Regions from separate parts of the Rattus norvegicus genome. Here region 2 is linked to region 1. A link is a contact called in public HiChIP or PLAC-seq data. All regions are on one chromosome and are shown on one strand. The core of a region is the stretch at or near the end of the contact, and the rest is flanking DNA. Distances in the headings are between cores, read along the strand shown. Region 1 holds the start of Ncapg (non-SMC condensin I complex, subunit G). Region 2 has its middle 19 kb from the start of Clrn2.

The links. HiChIP or PLAC-seq counts read pairs in DNA pulled down with a chosen protein or histone mark.
Region 2: an H3K27ac HiChIP or PLAC-seq map of oligodendrocytes shows a contact between it and region 1, with 5 times the contacts expected there. The contact joins the enhancer-like site here to the promoter of Ncapg in region 1. A contact is called at or near these places in 10 of 12 Hi-C or Micro-C datasets (the A7r5 cell line, the Rat2 cell line, Schwann cells and 6 more) and 1 of 1 datasets of contacts at active chromatin or transcription factors (oligodendrocytes).

Annotation. Positions count from the first base shown.
Region 1 is chr14:69,640,513-69,646,818 of GRCr8, reverse strand. Ncapg (non-SMC condensin I complex, subunit G) reads left to right here and starts at 1,374. Exons shown (of 21, transcript NM_001398911.1): 1 at 1,374-1,575; 2 at 2,419-2,622; 3 at 3,214-3,442; 4 at 5,305-5,450; 5 at 5,705-5,789. The coding sequence starts at 1,465.
Region 2 is chr14:69,856,966-69,862,673 of GRCr8, reverse strand. No RefSeq gene overlaps it. Among named protein-coding and RNA genes, the nearest start is that of Clrn2, 19 kb to the left of the region's middle. Within about 2 kb of position 3,908, at least 60 of the 93 cell types and tissues checked have an H3K27ac peak or open chromatin away from gene starts, as enhancers often do. A contact at or near this core is called in liver, where this site is marked.

The DNA of each region.
Region 1 (6,306 bases), core at 125-2,624:
CATGCAAGACGTCAGTAAAATTTGTTAGTCTTAACATATATGGCTAAAGCTCGAAAACAGTAGGGACTAAAAAAAAAAGCCAGTTGCATTTATGGATGTTTATACAGTGGGTGGTTAAATAAGAAAAAAAACAGTGCAACACTCATTCGGGAATTTACTCTTGTGGATATGCGTAAAACTCTGGGCGATGAAAATTAAAGCGCACATTTTAAACGTGATAGTGGAAGGTAGTAACTCGAAAGGAGAAAAAGAGCATCCAATAGGCTTTGAAATGTTCTCTTCTGCTCCCAGTGGATGCTGAAGTGCAGGGAAGAAAAAAAACTTCCCTTCATCCTGAGTCTAAGTTCTTTGAATTATGAGGTAAATCGAGATAAAACTGCAAGGAAACAAAACAAAAACAATTCCAAAACACCGACACAGGATTGCTGGCAAACACGAAATAAGAGAGATTGTCCATGCACAGATAAAACGTGGGTGACAGAACTTATGGAAAGGGGAGAAAAGTCTGAACAAAGTCTCCCGTTGGGAATTTAGTCTGGAGGCAGTTCTTGAACTGATACAATATATATTTCCAGTATATACGGAACGGGTGGCTGCATTTATGTTTTCCAAGTTATCAGGCAACAGGCCAATAAGTTTCACATTTTTGCAGTGGTGTGTACTATGCCCCAGTGGAGGCATTCATTTTGAGATAATACTATGTATCTAGTACGTGATCTTAATTAAGGCCGCAAATTCCTTTTATATTGTCGGGAGTTCTCTTCTGCTCAGAAGAGTTGTTAGGCAGATTTGTAAAGCAGACCAGTAAAGCTGGAGCACCTCCAAGCGGCCGCAGCCTAATTTGACCCCGCCTTTCTCGTCCCAGGTCCCCCAGACTGTCTTCATCGCGGGCAGGCAGTTCCGGTCGAGACCCACAGCCTCCAAAGACACCCTCCAAAAAGGCTGACATCCTCAAGTCCCGAGTGGGTCTCGCGCGACATCTCCCAAAACGTCTCCTTCGCTCAGGATTTACCCGTCAGGCAACCGGGGCGGGCTCGACGCGGCAGTTCTCCGCTTTCTCCCTTCACTCCCAACCGCAGGATCCCGCAACAGGTTTAAGGGTCACCAGTTCAATTCAGAAAGTTGAATGCCCACTTCAGGCGTGCGCCTTGACAGGACCACTTCCGGTCGCGTCCACGTTTTCACATAAGCACCTCTTCCTATTGGGAGAGCGGCAGGCCACACCCTAGGCGCATGCGTCCCAGCAGCGTGGGGGGGGGGGTGCGGAATTGGGGGGTGGAGTCAGATTGGGGTAGTCGGACACTGCCTCCGGCCCAAGTCTCGCGAGATTCGTCCTCCCGCGAGAGTTGTTTGAAAACTCTGGCGGTAACTACACCCTTGGACCCTCGCTGGCCAGTCTGTAGAAACTAAGTCCTTTGCGGACCGGGAGCTACAGCCACTCTCAGGCAGTTCTCATCCGGCGCCATGGCAGCGCAGAAGAAGCGGCTTTCTGTGAAGGAGGCTTTTCAGCTGGCGCAGCAGCCGCACCAGAACCAGGCGAAGCTGGTAGTCGCGCTGAGCCGCACGTACGGCGCGGTAAGCGGCCTGGCCTCGGCTCCCGAGCTCAACTTTTTGCCTTTGCGCGACCGGCGTCGGTGCTCTGAGGTTTGCCCGAGGTGTTCTGGTCTTAGACAGTGATCGGAACTCCTGGCGTCTGCCACTCGGGGCCTCCTCCCTCACTCCCCCGCCAGGGGTGGGAGGCGGGGAGCGGTCTGTTATCCAGTTCCGCAGTCACTTAGTCTGCTCTGTGAATCGTAGATGCTTCTCTTTCCTTTGGGTTCTCTAGTTCATCTCAGGAAATCGATCAAGTTGTTTCAACCAACTCCTAAGCTTAAAGTCAAGTTCATTTCAGCAACTATCAAAGTCATAAGGGCCTGGTCTTCCCCTTTCATGTTAATTGTGCACCCAGTGGAGCCGTGGGAATTATAGGACAGCGAATGTGAGGAAGATAAATTGTTTTGGAGTTCAAGAAAAGTTAAGTACATATAAAAGTGATTAAGGAGCAAGATGTGGAAGTCAAGCCACAAGGAAATTGGTGGATATTAGAAAGGCCCAAATAAAGGAAATACAAAAGCTATTGATTTTGAATTATTCTTGCCAAAGCTTGTTTTACATTAATCCGGTAAGAGAAATATTGATAATCCAAAGGCGTTGAGGGAAAAACGAGATCATTTTACAGTGTTCAAATTTATGCTTTGTGCTTTCTCAGAGGTACATATATGCTGAAGAGAAGGTTGGCCAGATTTATTTCCCCTTTCCTGGTTTGGATAATTGATAGTTTATTAAGAAATATTATAGCTTGACCTATAACGTATTATGGCAGAGTTGGGAATAAAGACTTTTTACTAATGCAGCTTATGGAGGTGTTTCTTCTTTCAGGTTAATGATAAAACAGCTTTTCAGGAAGAGTTTGTTCATTACCTTAAATATGCTATGGTGGTACATAAACGTGAGCCTGCTGTGGAGAGGGTCATGGACTTCACAGCCAAGTTCGTTACTTCATTTCACCAGTCTGATCAGGAAGAAGAAGAGGAAGAGAAAGATGGTGGCATTTTAAATTATTTGTTTACTTTTCTCTTGAAGGTACTGTGAAAGCTAGTACTTTGGGGAAGTAATATATTTGGCTATGTTTGTATTTTCCACAGTGAAATATCAGCGAGAGAGAAAAATGTATGTGAAGAAGTCTTTTATGGAAACCTTAGCTGTCATTAAGATAAAAGAATAATTCCAGTATTAAAATTAAATTCTCACTTTTGTTGTAAACGATCTCTGCCATTATGTAAAAAAATTCCTACAGAAAGGGATATATTTTGTGACAGTAAATAGTTTTTCAGACTACTTGAGAGTATAAGATCTATCTAGATAACATCTTTGCAAGTAATAACTTGCTGTTGTCTTATTTTTATGTTTTTCTGTAATGCTAGGGATCATTGATGTACCTATCTTTTTACTCTGTTTTGAGACAGGATTTCTTTAAGTTGCCCATATTGTCCTTGGAGTTACTTTGTATCCCAAACAGGCCTTGAACTTGTACTGCTTTTCTCTGGTATTGTAGGCCTGCACATATCTACCCGGGTATATTGTCAACTTTTAATTTTGAATATAGGGTTAAAATGATACTGGCTGCTAAGAGTGGAACGTGACTGGGAGTAACTTTTGGTTTGTTTTGTGTAGTCTCATGAAGCAAACAGCAGTGCAGTCAGATTTAGAGCATGCCAGCTCATTAATAAACTTCTTGGGAATATGCCAGAAAATGCCCAAATTGATGATGACTTATTTGATAAAATCAATGAAGCCATGCTTATTAGATTGAAAGATAAAATCCCAAATGTCAGAATACAAGCGGTTTTGGCTCTTTCTCGACTCCAAGATCCCAAGGACCATGACTGCCCGGTAGTTGATGGTATGTATGCTTTCCTAAGTCTTGTTTCCGTATGCTGACTTTGTTGTTTTTCAGCATTTGGATTTTATGTGTGTGTGCGTTTGAGTGTGTGGGTGTGTACATTCATGTGGAAGCCAGAGGTTATAATCAGATGTCCTCAGTTGCTCTACACCTTGTATTTTTGAGACAGCGTCTCATTAACTCTAGGGCTCATCTACTCAGACCAGCTGGCCAGGAAGCCTCAGAGAAGCGCTGGCTCCTTATCCCAGTATTAAGGTCATGGTTGCTGCCACTGGGACTGCTTTTCATGAGAGTCCTGGGCATTGGAACATCAGATCTCATGCTTGTGCAACAATACTGTACCAGCAGATCCACTTTCCTTACGTAGTACTGAAGGTTATGAATTAATTATACATGTCTGTGTTATGGAAGAATCAACCCAGCAACTTCAAATGAAAGCATATCACCCTGACTCTGCCCTGCTCTTCAGTTGTATTTATTTCTCTCAGAGGTGGAAATAATTACATGAATTTTGAATTAATTGCCCTGTTTAATGTAAAAAATTACATTTTAAACAATCACATTTTGTCTCAATGTTAAATTTTGTGTGCTATTTTTTTTGTGTGTGAGTCAAACTATATTTTTGTGTCTTTTTCCCCTCAAATTTATTCCTAATTTTAGCATTCATTTAGGGTGATACATATTTATTTTTGCTATATTTTAATGTTTTATTTTATGTAGTTTATCCTAAATGGTGATAACCCTTTTAGTTGTTTGCAATTACTCTGCTTTAAAAACAATGTTAGAGGCAACTGTGCCATGGCTTTAATCCCAGCACCCTGAAGGCTGAGGCAGGCAGATCTCCTGGGTTTAACTTAGACTAGTCTATGGAGTGAGTTCCAGGACAGACATGGTTACACAGACAAACTCTTTATCTCAAAAACCCAAAGGAAAGTTAGGACTTTACTTATTCATGCCTTTGGTACATAGATGAAAGGGTTTGTAAAGTTATGCTTAGAGATAGACTTATGGGTTCCACTTTATTAGGGTAGGTGGTAAAGTATTCTAAAAAAAGTTATTTACTTTCTGATATTGTCAGTCATGGGGCGTAAAGGTATGCATTGATCCACATCCTCTTTAGTTTTAGCACATTTTAAAGTCTGATGCTCTATTTAGTATCGTTACCCAGCTTCACAAATTTAGCATCTGATCATACTGAGTTGGTTAAGGACTGTATTACATTCTGAGAAATGTTATTACTAAGTGATTTACAAATGGATGTTACAGTTTAATCACTCAGTGTGGCTTCTGGTGCAGTCTAAAGATCCACTAAAGAGGTATGAGACTACTGCCAGTATAATCTGGCATACTCTTTTTTTATAGTCAGCTCTTTTTTTTTTTTTTTTAAATATAGGAAGAGTATACTCAAACAATGGTAAAAGTATATTTAAAAACACATTCTCAAAACTAAAAGTGTAAAGTCAAATGTGAACCTTCATAGTTTCCCTTCTGAATAGCTACACTAACTGTATAGAAGTTGATTAAATTGAATAGTCTTTGGGACTGGTTAATTTCCAGGTTTTGTTTTTTTTTTTTTTTTGTAACATTTTATAGTAAAATTTAAAGTGAATCAAAATAACAGGTCCTTATATAAAACCATATCAACTTAAATTCCCTCCTCCAATCGTCATCTGACTTTTGGGGTTAATTTTCAATCACAATATATTTAATAATTTTTTAATTTTATATTCAAAAGGAAATGCTAATTTTTTTTGCTAGAAGTGAATATATAACGGTAATATCTCTTATTTAAAAATGAAAGAATGTGGAACTTTTATGACTTAACATTATTAATGTTAAAATGTATTGCTTTATTTTTTAAGCATATGTTACTTTGATTGAAAATGATTCAAATCCGGAAGTTAGGCGTGCAGTGTTATCTTGTATTGCACCATCAGCAAAGACTTTGCCAAAAATTGTAGAACGTACAAAGGACATAAAGGATATTGTCAGAAAGCTGGCTTATCAGGTGAGTTCAGTGTCTTATGTTGTCATGTTTTTGAAAGATGAGCCTATTTTTGGTATTTGGAAAAAACTTGGTAATAATGATTTCTTTTTCCAGTTAGGACTTTTGAAGAATATAGGTAACTTAAGAGTAGTATTCTTATAGTAAGCATATTAACAGATAATTTTAAAAATTGGGTTAACTTATAGAAGAATGCAGTATTCATAAGACATCTCTAAAGTGTATTGAGATTAATGGCCGTCTTTCACCTTTTTAAGGTGTTAGCTGAAAAAGTTCATATGAGAGCTCTGTCCATTGCTCAGAGAGTACTGCTTCTTCAGCAAGGTCTCAGTGACAGATCAGGTAAGATACACATCTTTGTAAACATTGGAGAAATGAGGCTTGAATTTAATAAAACTATCATTTCCATAAATAAGTTGAAACATTTTGGGGTTAAAGACGTTGGTGTTTTGAAGGCATTTCTTTCAAACGTCTGTGATTTAGGGAGGGGAAGACTATTCTAAATCTTATGCAGTTACTTCTGCAAAAGTCTGATAGAATCTTTTTACCTCATCTTTCTTAAATAGTACTGTCCCATTTTTCTATTATTTAACATAAATGTGTTCTGTGCATCACAATTAGGAATGAGCAGACCAGTATAATGCCCCACCTTCTTATCTGTTAAACTAGGGATTCTGTTTTTCTGAAGGATGTTTTAAAAATTCTTAACTCTTATGAAGCCATGTAGTCTCAGTTTTGCTATACCAGGAAAGCACAATTGAATTTGTGAGTATTGTCAGAGGACTGATTAGGATGCCCTTAGGTCAGCAGCTTTTAACACTATGTAGTGACTCCTTTGGGGGTGCCTAACAACCCTTAA
Region 2 (5,708 bases), core at 2,659-5,158, 210 kb before region 1:
TCAGCCTGCCGTTGTGGCTTTTTATATTTTCTCATGATGCAGGGACCAGGTTACATTTAGGCTGTGCACTTCTTTCCTTTCCTGTACACACCAAAGCCCTTGGTTCATTGTTGATGACCTTGATCTGTTTTAATAATGCAGATTTGCTTAATAGGGTCTCCCTCAGTTTAGTCTTCCTGCTCCTCCCCTTCAGACTTGGATTGCATCCTTGGCAGAGACATCTACAAAGTGATTGGTGCCCACCCTACAAAAGACCCAGAGAATCCTCATACCAGTTCTGTCGTAGTGCTGACATTCACTGAGTGGTACAGTCATGTTTCTTCAATGTATTACTTTTCTCATGGTAGTCAGTATTGAGTGTAGGCAGAGGATTCTAGTTCAGGATTCAGTACCCATGTTAGGTGCATCTCAACCCTCTGTAGTTCCAGTTCCAGGAAATCCAACATCTTCTGGACTCTGAAGGCAACCCTACTTACATCCATACGCCCCATAGGACCTCATGCACACACATAATTAAAACTAAATAAAAATGAAACAGACAACTCGGTCATTGTCACCACCCCCAAACAAACCCCCATTCTCATTCTCTCTCTCTCTCTCTCTCTCTCTCTCTCTCTCTCTCTCTCTCTCTCTCTCTCTCTCCACACCTTGGCAACGACTCATTTTCTAGCCTTCTCAATAGATCTGAGGATTCCTGGCATTCCAAAGAAGTACAATATTAAGTGTGCAACCTTTTACGGTTAAACTTTACCGTTCAGCCAAACGTTTTGAAGGCTCATCCATTGGTGTGGTATTGCTTACCACAACCTTTTGACTCTTGTATATAAGCTATTACAGTAGTCGACATCTATAGGTCCACCATGTACTTATTTTTTGCCTCTATTTCTCACATGGAAAAAAAAAACATCAAGTCTACTTCCTGTGTAGTTTTCACCCTTAAATTTCTTTAATGGCTAAATTTGGTATCAAGTCCCATGACATCATCCCCCTGTAGTGGAAATTTCCAGGTGTCTCACATCAGACAATGCCATCAGTTCCTATGATCTCTTGTTCCGGCCATTGTTAAAGAGGAATTGGTTTACAGAATCTGAGCCAAAGAGTGACGCATGACCACTCCCCCTTTATGCTTTGATTGTTACTTCTCGAAGCTGAATGAGGGTTTTATCCCTTGGAAACTGAGACCCTTTGCAAGGGCTGACAAGCCAAGGCAGTCAGCACCCTCATCTTGTCTTCTCCCCAAAAAGAGGTGGGTGTTATAGTCATTGTTCCCCACAAAGGGTTCATGTGACAAAATGCAAAGTAAACAAGCTTTTCCCAACAGAAGTAACATCCTGACTCATTATCACTCTGCCAAATCCTTCGGGAGCCTGTGGAACTCAAACAGATGTGAGTTCCGTTTTACTTCTTGCTGGGTAGTATTTCCAATATAATTAAATGCAGAGAAATTGCAACAATGTAGTCTGTGTGCCGATTAGAATGTTTCTGGACCACCAGCTTGATCTATCTTGCTTCAGCCAAACCTTGAACCCTGTGCCCCATTCTCCCCCGCTCCCTTAGCAAGAGAGTCTTAATGTAATACGGTCGGGTGTGTGTCGTGTTGCACCTGCTCTATTCTCTCATAAACCCAACTATTTTCATCTTACTCTCGATATCTTGGGAGCATTACACTATCCCTTGCGTGCTGCTGGGTCCTGAAGATACAAAGATGAATATGACATTGTTCGGATGCAGAAGCACAAATAATTCATTGGATCATAACACAAGGTTAGGCACTGGACCAACCCCATCCTGACACAGACTTGCTCCACCAGTGGTAGGTTTAAAAATAAAACCATTATCAGTAACCATGTGCCAGGGCAAGAGGGAGTTTCCAGAGAAATTGCTGGTACAGAAGTGCTTGGCTGATTTTATTTTCAAAGGTAGAAAGGGATGGACACAGTTATTGCAGTGAAGTTGCGATTGGCCAAACATGTGAAATAGCTCTTCGAACATGGTCAACCGCACAGGGTGTAACAAACCTCCCCTAAGTAATGTCTGACACCTGCTTGAATGGGTAAGGAAAAGGGTAGGGAAGAAGATTGCTCAGTTCAGGCTCTCTTCTCAGGTGACTCCACCTCAGGTTAACAATCAAAGCTACCTAGGACAGTAAGTAACACAGTCACATGCATTTCTTTAAGATTTCTTTACAGCAAACCAGAAAAAAAAATATTGTTTTGTGAGTTGAAATGGTGAGTCAGAAAGAAATCAGATAGATCACGAGCTTTGATTACCGTAGATATTATTAGATTCGGTCGTTAAGTAACTGCAAAATGGTTTCAGCATTATGACACCGTATCACAAATATATATGTTGCCACAGTCCATGTCACTAATTCAAAATAATTAATTCATAAGCAGTTAGGGTCCTAAACACATGCAGAACTCAAGTACCAGAGCCATGTTCACCACTAGGGGGAAGCAGACGATTGCCTATCGATTCATTGTCCTTAATGCCTAGATTGCAGGATGGCTGGTTGATTAGTAGACACTGAATCATAATTCTGCCATGCTAACTTCCACCCTCCAGCCTAAATGGAATAAGAAAAACCCTTTCCACATTTTATGCTCCATTTCTGTGTATAGTAGGGGTCATTTCTCGGGGTGTTGCAGGACCATGAGATCAGAAAAAGGATTGTAGAGATCTGGCATTCTTATTCGTCATCAGCGTATAGCAAAAGTCTTTCTGTCCTTCTGCAGCAGCAGAGGGACTTAAGATGATAATCCATCAAGCAGAATGACAAATGGCAGGGCTAAATAATTTGCCTAGAAATGCCCATCTTTTAGGGAAGTCCCTGTCATTCTTATAATAAAAAAACTAATAAAATACACGAGAAAGAAAATAAAGATTAAAACACCACTTCTGTTTTTATTTATTTTCTTAAATTCTCGGGTAACTAAACTACTGTGATGGGTCTACATGTCCCGTCATTTGGGAGGAGTACGGAAATCAATAGGGAGGCACGTACAAAGACTTATTCCAGTGCAAAGTCCAAAGTGCCCTGCTCAAAGTACAACATTATCTATTTTGTTTGTAGGACGCAAACACTAGGCCCCGCTGGTGTTAGCCAAATGCCAGACCACTGTTAAGCTACACCCAATCCCAGCAAAATGCTTTTGAAAAATAATTACGGTTCATTGAGAGATCCTGTTACAGAAAATAAGGCAGGGGTTGAGAGAGGAAGGCACTGGTGTCTGAACATGATTGCATGCAAAACACAGTGTAGACAGAGGCAAAGAGGGAGAGGGAGAGAGGGAGAGAGAGACAGAGGGAGGGAGAGAAGAGGGGGAGGGGGATAGGGAGAGGACCACAGAGAGAGGGGAGGGGAGGGGAGGAAGGGGCAAAGGAGGAAAAGCAGGAAGAAATGCAAAAGGGAAGGAGCAAAAAAGAAGCAAGGCCACTACTCAGTGAGGTTTTGAGCCAGCAGCAGCAGCAGCAGCAGCAGCAGCAGCAGCAGCAGCAGCAGTGAACTTGATACAGAGACATCTCAAGGCCAGCCCAGTCCTACAGAATCAGAAAGTGCATCATCACCGGACCTATAGACACTTGTACCTCCATGCAGTTAGGTATTCTCAGTCTCCCTATGCCTGTGAGGTACTGCCCTAATACAGAGGGTAGTGCTGTGTGAGTCACACCAAGGATGCCTGGGATGAACTTATTCCTAAGCCCAGGTAGACCAACCCTCAGCCTGCATTTTCCAATGTAAGTGCAGAATTACCCAAATCTGTAAGTGGTCAGCAGCCTCCTCTAGTAAGGACATCAGCCAAACACAGACATCAAGGGCTCAGGAGGGAAACGTGAAGCTGCGTTCTGCTTACTCGAGAACTAATAAAAGTGGAATCTATTTATTTTCTGAGTCAGTCTCTTCTCAGAAGTCAGATGACATGTCCCTGTGCTCTAGCATAGTCAGGTCTACCCCTTGTCAAGTGTACACTACAGGATACACATCCTACACACACACACACACACACACACACACACACACACACACACACAAAACAGAGTTAACTAGTATTAAACTGGCTTTAAAGTAGCAGATTTTCAGGCCAAATGTTAGAGGTTCTGAGGGGTGGGGGTGGGGCTAGGGTGAAACTGAGAAGTCAATCTCTTCAGTAAACACTTGGGTGAAATTATGCTTTTGGACATGGCTCCGTCTGAGAAATGTGATTCTTTCCATTAAAGATCACTTCATACACATTCCTGTGTCACCTCCCAAGGAGTGAGGATGGATTCATTAACAGCCCCCGAGGCAGGCTGGCTTTGTAAGCACTCCCATTGCACAAGCAACACGCCAGGCTAGAGAATAATGCAGTGTAAACTGCCTATTGAACTGCAGCCAAAGAAAATGCCTCCCAAGTGCGGAGGCTTGATCTCCAGTCTCTGCCACCCACAGTGGAGAACAGTGACTCACACTGACAACAGAGCATGCTCTCAAGGCAGGGAAACATCTAAGCTGATGCAAACCCCCAATGCTAACAAAATGCCAACAATCTCTAATCCCTTGAGAATCTGTGTGTGTCTATAAGACATCTGTCCAACTGTAATACTGGTAGAAGTTACCGATTGTACAAGTTTGCCACTGGTGCTGTAGCTGCTGGTAAAAACATTGTGAGGGTGTGAGCATCATTGGGGGGGGAGAGCACAGCTAAGAAATAATTCTCAGTCGCTGTGGAAAGGATGTGCCACAAGTCAACAGTGCTACCGTCACACTTTCACAGACACAGACGCTCTCAGCTACATCCACCAAGTTCCCTCAGATTCTCAAAGTTCGCCAAAGGCTAAAATAAGCTCTGTGTCAACCTTTAGCCTGGCTTTGAAGATTGAGAGGAAACGGTTACTGCCAGTGTGACTGAGCCCCTTTGATGGGCAAATCTCTATGCAAAGTGCTTTCAATGCACTGACTGTTTCTCACAGCCTTTATAAAGTAGGCGTACTGCTCTTCTTGTACTGTGAAGGCACAGAAACTTTAAAAATAATAGTAAATGATGCTATGAAAATAATAATAATACAATGCTAATAATAAAGTAGGAAATGAGAACGGTGCTTTCAGGGCATCTAAGATTTAAATAAAGTGTCAGCTGAGGCCACTCCCAAGTAGCATTTGAGAAAAAACCTATAGGAAGCAGATGTGTGCTCAGCAAAATCTAAGAGCATCGTTCCTGACCAAGCAAACAGCAGGTACCAGGGCCCTGTGGCAGGAAACTCTGGCTTTCCCAGCAATAGTAAGGAGTCAGTGTGACCAACCAAATTGAGATTCAAAAGATGAGATCCACGAGTGGTTGCTTGGAGGTGGAGAGCTTCACACAACTCCAGGGCTATGTAAGCTTCCCGTAAGTCTGCTGAGCAAGGGGCTAGGAGGGCCTAAAGTTCAGAACAGAGAGGTGGTGTTGATCTGCCCTACGTTGTTACAGGACAGGGCCTGTTGGAGATGACATCAACCATTGTTCTCTCTCTCTCTCTCTCTCTCTCTCTCTCTCTCTCTCTCTCTCTCTCTCTCTCTCTCTCTCCCTCCTCCCCCCTCTCTGGCCAAGATAATGGATGACCTCCACATTGTAAACCTGTAGGATTCTTAGGTCGTTATACTTGCTGGGTGGCTTTCCCTCACCCTCCTTCCCTTTGGCCAGGGTCTGCCGCCTACTTGTCTGGACTACTTCCCTGGCTCTTCTCCTCTC